2 separate regions of the Rattus norvegicus genome follow, and region 2 is linked to region 1. A link is a contact called in public Hi-C data. All regions are on one chromosome and are shown on one strand. The core of a region is the stretch at or near the end of the contact, and the rest is flanking DNA. Distances in the headings are between cores, read along the strand shown. Region 1 has its middle 16 kb from the start of Zbtb18. Region 2 has its middle 120 kb from the start of Zbtb18.

What was found. A called contact is a pair of places that touch in the nucleus more often than the background predicts.
Region 2: a contact with region 1 is called in a Hi-C map of frontal cortex, with 2.8 times the contacts expected there. The contact joins two enhancer-like sites. A contact is called at or near these places in 2 of 12 Hi-C or Micro-C datasets (frontal cortex and prefrontal cortex).

The regions. Positions count from the first base shown.
Region 1 is chr13:91,987,900-91,991,833 of GRCr8, forward strand. No RefSeq gene overlaps it. Among named protein-coding and RNA genes, the nearest start is that of Zbtb18, 16 kb to the left of the region's middle. Within about 2 kb of position 2,137, at least 10 of the 93 cell types and tissues checked have an H3K27ac peak or open chromatin away from gene starts, as enhancers often do.
Region 2 is chr13:92,095,069-92,099,189 of GRCr8, forward strand. No RefSeq gene overlaps it. Among named protein-coding and RNA genes, the nearest start is that of Zbtb18, 120 kb to the left of the region's middle. Within about 2 kb of position 2,118, at least 15 of the 93 cell types and tissues checked have an H3K27ac peak or open chromatin away from gene starts, as enhancers often do.

The sequences.
Region 1 (3,934 bases), core at 887-3,386:
GATCCAACAGTGTGTGTGTGTGTGTGTGTGTGTGTGTGTGTGTGTGTGTGTGTGTGTGTGTGTGTGTAGCAGGGCCGAGTCCTGGATGGCTTCAGAGTTCCTATTCAGTCTGTTCAGTTTCCTCTTTGATGCCATGCCACCTCACAAAAGCAGTCCGGCCACCTCATCTCTCTTTTCTTTTCCTTCTTGTTATTAGGATACAATCTTACTTTTTAATCTCTCCGTTTTCATCGGTTTTTTTTTTGTTTTTTTTTTTGTTTTTTTTTTTTTTGTAAATGGCAATGGGCATCACAATGCATGTTTGGTAAAAACAGTTCTTTGTTGGTATATTTAATCATTTGGTTAAAAAAAAAAACAAAACAATAACAAAAACAACCAAAACCAAACAAGCACCCCTCCCCCTAGGAAAAAAAAAAAACAAAACCAACAACACCCAACCCTCCCTCCGCCTGATACCATAGACGAGAGTCCAAAGGGCATTAGCTGCTCGGTTGCACACATTGGAGGGAGAGTTTGCTGCGGGCTCTGTCTCCCTAATAGACTGGCGATTTTGTGAAAGATTTTGGAGGGTTTTGTTTAACCATTTCTGCATGTGTTTTTAATGAGCTCATGATTCGTAACAAAGGCCAGGTTGTGGGGTTTGCGGCCTTTTTTTTGTTTTGTTTTGTTTTTTTTCGGACCCGATCCCTTCCGGCTGACCTGGAGAGTGGGCACCTGTGCTCCTTGCCTGGCTCACCTATGGGAGTCAAGGTGGTGGGGCCATCTCCGGGCCTGTCTTCTTGCCAGGGATGAATCATGCAGTAGGCAGAGCGGAAGGAGTCTCTTTGTTGACAGCTTTCCATCTGGACTTTGGATACGGCTGGCCGTTTGCGGAGAGCCTGGGTTAGCTGGAAAGGACTGCTCTGCTCGAGTCAGCTCCTCCATGAAGGGCCCCTGGGCGGTGGAAAACACCAGCAAAGGAGCTCCCAGCATTTCAGCTGCAAAGCAGAGAGGTGCCCCTCCCAGGTCCAGGTACCCAGATTTGCGAATGTGTACGACTCCCGCTTTGACAAGTGGGTATTTAATAGTCAATAGGATCATTTACAGCCTCATTCAAATAATCCGACTGGAGTACACCTGAATAAATACAGCACGCTCAGGTGGCTAAGCGCTAACCCCTTGGAGTTTAATAATTAAAATAAACAGACCCATTGAGATGAATTCCGGTGGTTTTTTTTTTTTTTTTTTATGTATAAATGTAAGATGCTCCTCACAGGTTGGTGTTTGTGGTTCGCACAGGAATATGACGGATAGATGATACATGTTCCATAGCTATTTAAGGAAAGAAGAGATTGTCTTAGCCATGGGGTAAAGTTATGTGATACCATCCAGTCTGATTCTAGGCCAGTGCAGAGTTTTCCCCCCTACCTTTCTTTCTGTCTTTTTTTTCTTTCCTTTTCTTTCTTTCTTTTTTCTTTTCCTTTCTTTCTTTCTTTCTTTCTTTTTTTTGAAAGATTACTTCTTGGCAAACTAGATATGCAAACGCCAGAATACAGTAAAACCACATTTAATTGGACATACTTGCCAACTCCTTGAACACAGCTTGGATTATCCCACTGGAGGCTGCTTCTGTTAAAAGCTGGGGGAGGAGGAAGTGGCACTCTGACAAGGCCTCAGATAATTTTTTTTTTCACTCGAAGTACAATTATGCAATGAGCCAAGTTTGGAAGTATTTTACTATGTTTAATAATTATTATTAAAGATATTGTAAAACATATGCATTTGTTAAGTGGAATGTAATGGGAGTTAAAAAATCATGTCATAAATTTCACTTCGGATTTATTTTTCTATTTTGTGTTTTATTTGACAGCCTTCCAACTTGAGTCTAGCCCAAAGCCTGCACTCTAATACATATCATAGTTGATATTAAAGTGAGAAGGGGGTAATTTATAGGAGCTGCCTGAGAACGGCTTTCTTCTCGGGCCAGCCTATATGGAATTGCCACCTCTATTCAGGTAACAGGGAATGCGAAAGCCAGTCACAGTGAGATGACAGGGACAGAGAAAGTGTTTCTGCTCGTCCAGCAGCAGCTCTGAAAACCGCATGTCCTGGGCATGGCCACTGTTGAAAAGAAGATGTAACACAGAGAGGGTACCTAGCTCTTTGTGTGAGCGGATCTTGGGAGGAGCGAGGGTGGGATGGGAGGATGGGCTGAATTCCCATCTCGACCTCTCACCTGGGAAGCCAGCAATGGTTCGTTGCACGCCTTGAGCTGAAACAATTTTGTCTTACCCGTACAGTGTCTTTTCCAAAGAGGAGGAAACGCCCCTGAAACCCCACTTCTTGACTTTGAGCAGAGGTGCCATCTCTAATGATTAGCAAGACACTCTAGGGTGTTTGTGCCGAACTCCACCTGCGCTGTGAAATCCCCGTGATTTTTCTCACATTCCCACTCAAGCTGCAGAGCAACTAGGCCCTCTCTCTTCCTCGTGTGGCTGTGTCAGTGTGACTTCTGTGTGCCGCGCAACTGGATTGTTTCCCCGTGCCCCACCCCGATTAATGATGGGCTATGGGAGGAGGCTGGTAGGTCCCTGCATCCGCGCCCACCCAACAACCCCAGCGGGCTCCCTTTCCTTACAGTGGGGGTGACATCCTCGGCTCTGCTTTTCTAGGTACCCTTTGAATGTATCCCCCCCAGGGCTTCTGGAATCCTCCTGCAGCTCTGCAGTCTCGTGGCAGGGACTGCAGCAGCGAGAGGCTTGCATGTGCAAAGGCAATGTGGGGACACGTGGACCTCATCCCTGAAAACAGAGCCCCTGAGGTGTGCCCTCCCACAACCCAGCAACACCAGCCCCCAGGGCTCTGGAACTTTCTCTGGACATCCACAGTTTTGCCTCAGGCAGGGCTGACCTGAAGCTAAAGAGAGGGCTTGGGAGCTTTCTGGAAAGGTCTTGCATCTAAAAACCGGAAACCAGAAGGGAGGACAGTGACAGGAAAAAAATCTGCACTCTTGTTCCCTGCCGGCTAAGTCAGATTGTCTTGAACAAGAGACTTTATCCGTTCATCTTTAAAATAAACATTTTGAGTCAGATGCCTCTGAGGTTCTTTCTAGCTCTCGGTTCTTGGGTATCTTTTACCTTTTTAGCTGAGACACTGATTGAACTTGAGCAGGGAAATATTTTCCAATTAGAGTGAAAATGGTGACTAATACACCGGTTGGCTTCTGCGGTGCCTGTGATCAAAGGCTTGCTTGCTTCGATCAGGGCGGGCAGGGGTAGGGCTGGAGAGGGCGTCTCTGGCCGCTGGGATTTTAAGATCTAACTGCACGCACATTTACACATGTCAGCCATGTGCCTGGCATATGCCTTCTTGTCTGTGGTCAAGCCCAGTGAGTTTAGGGTTAATTTTTTTTAACAGGCAAAATCCCTAGAGATTTTAAGAACTTATTTCGTTGTTTGTTTTGTTTCGTTGGTGATCTTAAGTGGATGGAGATAGAGTTGGCCGCGCTTTATACGTTTCGCCATTGGTTATTTTAACGATCAAAGGATCACATAGAGTTTGCCTAGCTAAGCGTGCGCCCTGTTAGTTCTGTAAAGGGATTTTCTGTCTCGGTTCCTCCACAGAACTTTTTTTGGACAGCTCTCAGCCACCTTGCCCCACAGGTCCTTGTGTATGAAAAGGCAACTGTCAAAGGGAAGGTCACAAAAGACGACTGCTCCTCGGATATGGCTCGTGGGGCTCTGTTTGGCCAAAGGAATCCTATAGGTCAGAGACTGCATAGGTTAGATAGATTATCAAAAGAGACCATACTGTTCATGCAGATGGGCTTTAAAATTAGAGAGGAGTTCTTGTGCTCCCCCTCGGTGTGTGTGTGTGTGTGTGTGTGTGTGTGTGTGTGTGTGTGTGTGTGTGTGCAATATGTATGCGCATGCATGTGGATGGCAGATCATTTTGG
Region 2 (4,121 bases), core at 868-3,367, 110 kb after region 1:
TGATCAATATGAGTAAATCATACCCGAAGGAATCCTTCCAGGTGATCGTAGATGTCGAGTCTCAACCCAACAGGGTAATGAATAGGTTTTCATCAGCCCTTGGAAGGATATGACAAGCAGATGCCACTGGAGCCAGGGAGCTCTGAGACATGGAATGACCCAGCAGTTGTGAAATGACAGAGAGCGGGCTCATGGCTGCTTCCAATTGCCTGTGGCATGACATGCTGGCCACCGTTTGCCTGGGCACAGGTTAGTTTGTTTGCTTTTATAGTTCATTTACCATTTCCCTTGTACAGAGATGAGTGGTGGCATTAAAATCCTTCCCCCCTCCAAGGCCACCAAGAGTCCCAAGAAGAGTTTTATACCAAACAGTAGAATGAGTCCCAAGGAGGCCCCAGGAAGCAGGAAAATTACGGGTATACTCAAACTGTTACCCTTGAAATAGACCCTCCTAGTGCTCAGGGTGGTATTTTTATTGGCTGCCTATTAAATATGAAAGCATGCTCTCTTGCCCAGCCTCTGGGTGAGAGCCTGATATTTGGCCGGGTGAAATATTCTGGCAAGAGAGGGGGGAGAATGGGCAGGTTTCTTGATTCTCAAATGGGTGAGTTCCTGTGTCTTCCCCATACTGCTCCTTGGGGTACTAGGTACAACAGGCTGGAAACCTCTCTCTGTCTTTGGATGGCCTTTAAGGGTTACATGGATGCTTGCAAGATTCTTCTAATGAATTCCCACCATTTATTTCAAGCACTTACTGTAGGTGGCTTGGGGAATTTTAAGTAGCATATAAGCTACAGGCAGACCACCTGTCTCCATGCACCGCCTATACCCAGTACTGGTTTCACATTCTCACAAGATGGGATAAGGTAAGTACTTGAGTGTTTGTCAACTGCTCAAGAAGGCTATGGGAACATGGGAAATGCAAACCCTTTTGGTGCCTTCTTAATGCTATGACCTGACTGACTGTGCTCTGAACTTGCTCTGTCATAGATGGCCTCATCTGAAGACCCTTCCTGAGACACCTTTTGAAGGATTCAACAGTGGCATGTGAAAATACTTGGTAGGACGTTTAAAACTTAAGAGTGTAAAATCTCAAATCTCTTTTGAAGTCCATTGTCCTCTGGCAGTGCTGTAAGCAAACTCTGACTCACTTCCCCCCTTGGATAGGATTTCCTCCATGTGAACTCCTAATGCAGTGAGATTCTTGGGATGCCTTTGCAGTTATCCACCTTCCTCCAGTTTGACCGCCTCTGTGTTCTCAGGCTTCACTGAAGGGTTCTAACCACACAACACCATCTTTACAGCACTTGGCACTACCTAAAATGGCCTCCATGCTGGACGGGTCCAGGGGAGCATCACCCGGCACTTCAGATAGTTGTAGTCTGTGCCTGTAGGAGATCCATCATCAGAATGCTTCCTCAAATCTTACGCCTACACCCCAGGTAGTCCTGGATGCACCCTCCAAATCAGTGAAGGCAACCCATGACCCCTAGTGTTAACCAAACAAAAGCTTCCCTTTGGATAGGAGTCAGCCAAGTTTACGGGTCTCATGGGGCTCTCCCCTGACCCATCATGTACTTTGATCTAGTGCTGGCACATGAGCAATTCTTGGGGAAACCTTAGAGTCACTAAACCCAGTCAAAGAAATCGCCACTCTGCTCCAGACACCTGTTTTGGACAATTAATCAACATGAACTACAAGGAAGAGAAGTCGTGTGTACATTAACAGGTCAATGATCTCCTAATATTTCACCTTGAGTAGCACTCTGGAACATATATAGGCATACATATAGATATGTATGTGTTTATATATGCATACGTGCATATGTGTGCATATATATGTATGTATATGTATATACATTTCTGTGAGTACTTGTGATGATTACAAGAGACACATTCATCTTTGACATTGTCCCTTGACTGATGGAAAGAAATACCATCTTATCTTGAATCCATGGGCTATAACAATTTTATAGTGTGATAGAGATAAGGAGCAGATGTAGTAGACAAACCAATGTGACAGCTTTGAGCTTTTTTGTGCACCCTAACAGATGAAATAAGCATTGTCAGAGGGAGAGGCTGTGGGCTGAGGTGGAAACAGGGCACTGCTTGAGCAGGGGAGTCTGCGAGGAGGAGCTGTGTGTGCCGAGGCCTGAAGGAGAGTAGGAGGCCCACACAGACCCGAGGGAAGAAAGCTTCAGACCATCTGTGTAGCAAGTACAATGGTCTTAAGATGGGAATGAATGTGGCTGAGGACAGAAAAGCTGGAGTATACAGAGAAACATCGAAAAGGGGATGACAGGAGCAGAGCCGGGCAGCCATTTTGGATGACTTGAAGCCTACTTCAAAGGCACGGAGAACACTGAGCATGGGAGGCATAACCTGATTTATGCTTCAGGGAAATCTGCCCTGTGCAAGCCGAGCAATAGGCAGGTTGATAGAGGCAGGGGGGCAGGAAGGAAGCAAAGGACTGGATGATGGGGCCTGATACCCTGGCTATAGAGGTGGTGATACTGGGTTGAGGTCAGTGTGGGGATGTGGTTTGAAAGCAGCATCACTAGCAGAATCACTAGGATATATTCATGGGTTGGATGTAGAGTCCAAGGGAAGGAGAAGAGTAAGTAATGAACCCAAGGCTCTTAGTCTGAGCAGTTGGGTGGGTAATTGCTAAGAGGAGGAGAGAAAGCTCAGTTATATTGAGGAAGGAAAAAAAAAACACCCAAGGTTCAGTGTAGACACAGCCAATTGTAAGGAGCCTGCTAGTCATCTGAGAGAGGGTCAGGAGAAGGCAGTTGTGTATTGACTTGAGCTTGAGGAGTGTCAGCGCTGCATAAGCTGATATGACAGTCAGGAAGATTAGCTCGTCCTGAATCTATGGAGATGTGTGCGAGCTGCCTTGGGGGAATGCAAGTGGCCAGAAAGGGAAGGACAGAGTCCACAGTTGAGGAGCACAGCAAAAGAGCCAGGCGGTACAGCACCCTGAAAGCCCCAGGAATAGAGGATTCCAGAGGGAGCTTCGCCTGTGCCCAGCAATGCTGAGATGTCTGAGAGGAGAAGGCAGAGAGCTGATGCAGGCATTTGTGCTGGTAGCAGGGAACAGAGCTCTGCTGGTTCAGTAAAGGAAATGGAAGTTAGATTAGACAGTTTTAAGGAGAGTCTGTGGGATGAAGAAATGGCAATGATGAATAAGATCCTCAACTTGGAGACTTTCCTCTTATGGGAAGCACACAAGCCGAGGCATGGTCTGAGTGGAGATGCTTGTGAATGATGACATCTTGGATTTGGCCATCGCAGTTCAGGGAAAGTACTCATGAACAAAGGAGTTCAGGAGCCAGAGGCCAGGGTGCGAGCTGGATGAGCTCATCTGCTTCACAGGGTGGATGGAAGGAGGAACAAGATGTCAGCAGAGAGGCCGGGGTAGCCAGCCTCCAAGGGTGTGACACACAGATGTGGAGTTGCAGGGAAAACTGGGTCCTCAGAACATCAGGAACACACTTGAGTAGTAAAGTAGACTTTCAGACAGCAAAAAGAGATAATTGAGTTTTGTCAATATTTTTAAGGACAGCTGCGTGGGATACCTGAACATGCTCAGCTTTTACTCCAGTCACACCAGGGATGTTTGCCTGGAGGGCGAAACCTCCATATATTCCACAGACTCAAAATTTCTGTGTGCATGCATAGTGTGTGTGTGTGTGTGTGTGTGTGTGTGTGTGTGTGTGTGTACTTGTCAGTGTGGGCATGTGTGTGTGTGTGTGTGTACTTGTCAGTGTGGGCATGTGTGTGTGTGTGTGTGTGTGTGTGTGTGTGTGTGTGTGTGTGTACTTGTCAGTGTGGGCATGTGCACTCGTGTGCATATGGCAATCAGAGCTCAAGACAGTTGACTTCCTTAGTTGATTTTCACTTGATTGATTGATTTAATTTAACGCCTTTATTTGACAATACTGCAGGTTGAAATCAGGGCCTCATACATGTGAGGCAGGTGCTTTTCCACTGAGTACATCCCAAATCACTTATTTATTTATTTATTTATTTATTTATTTATTTATTTATTTATTTATAATTTAATTTTTTTTAAATTAAGGACTCTCACTGAACCTGAAGTTCATGATTTGTCTAGACTG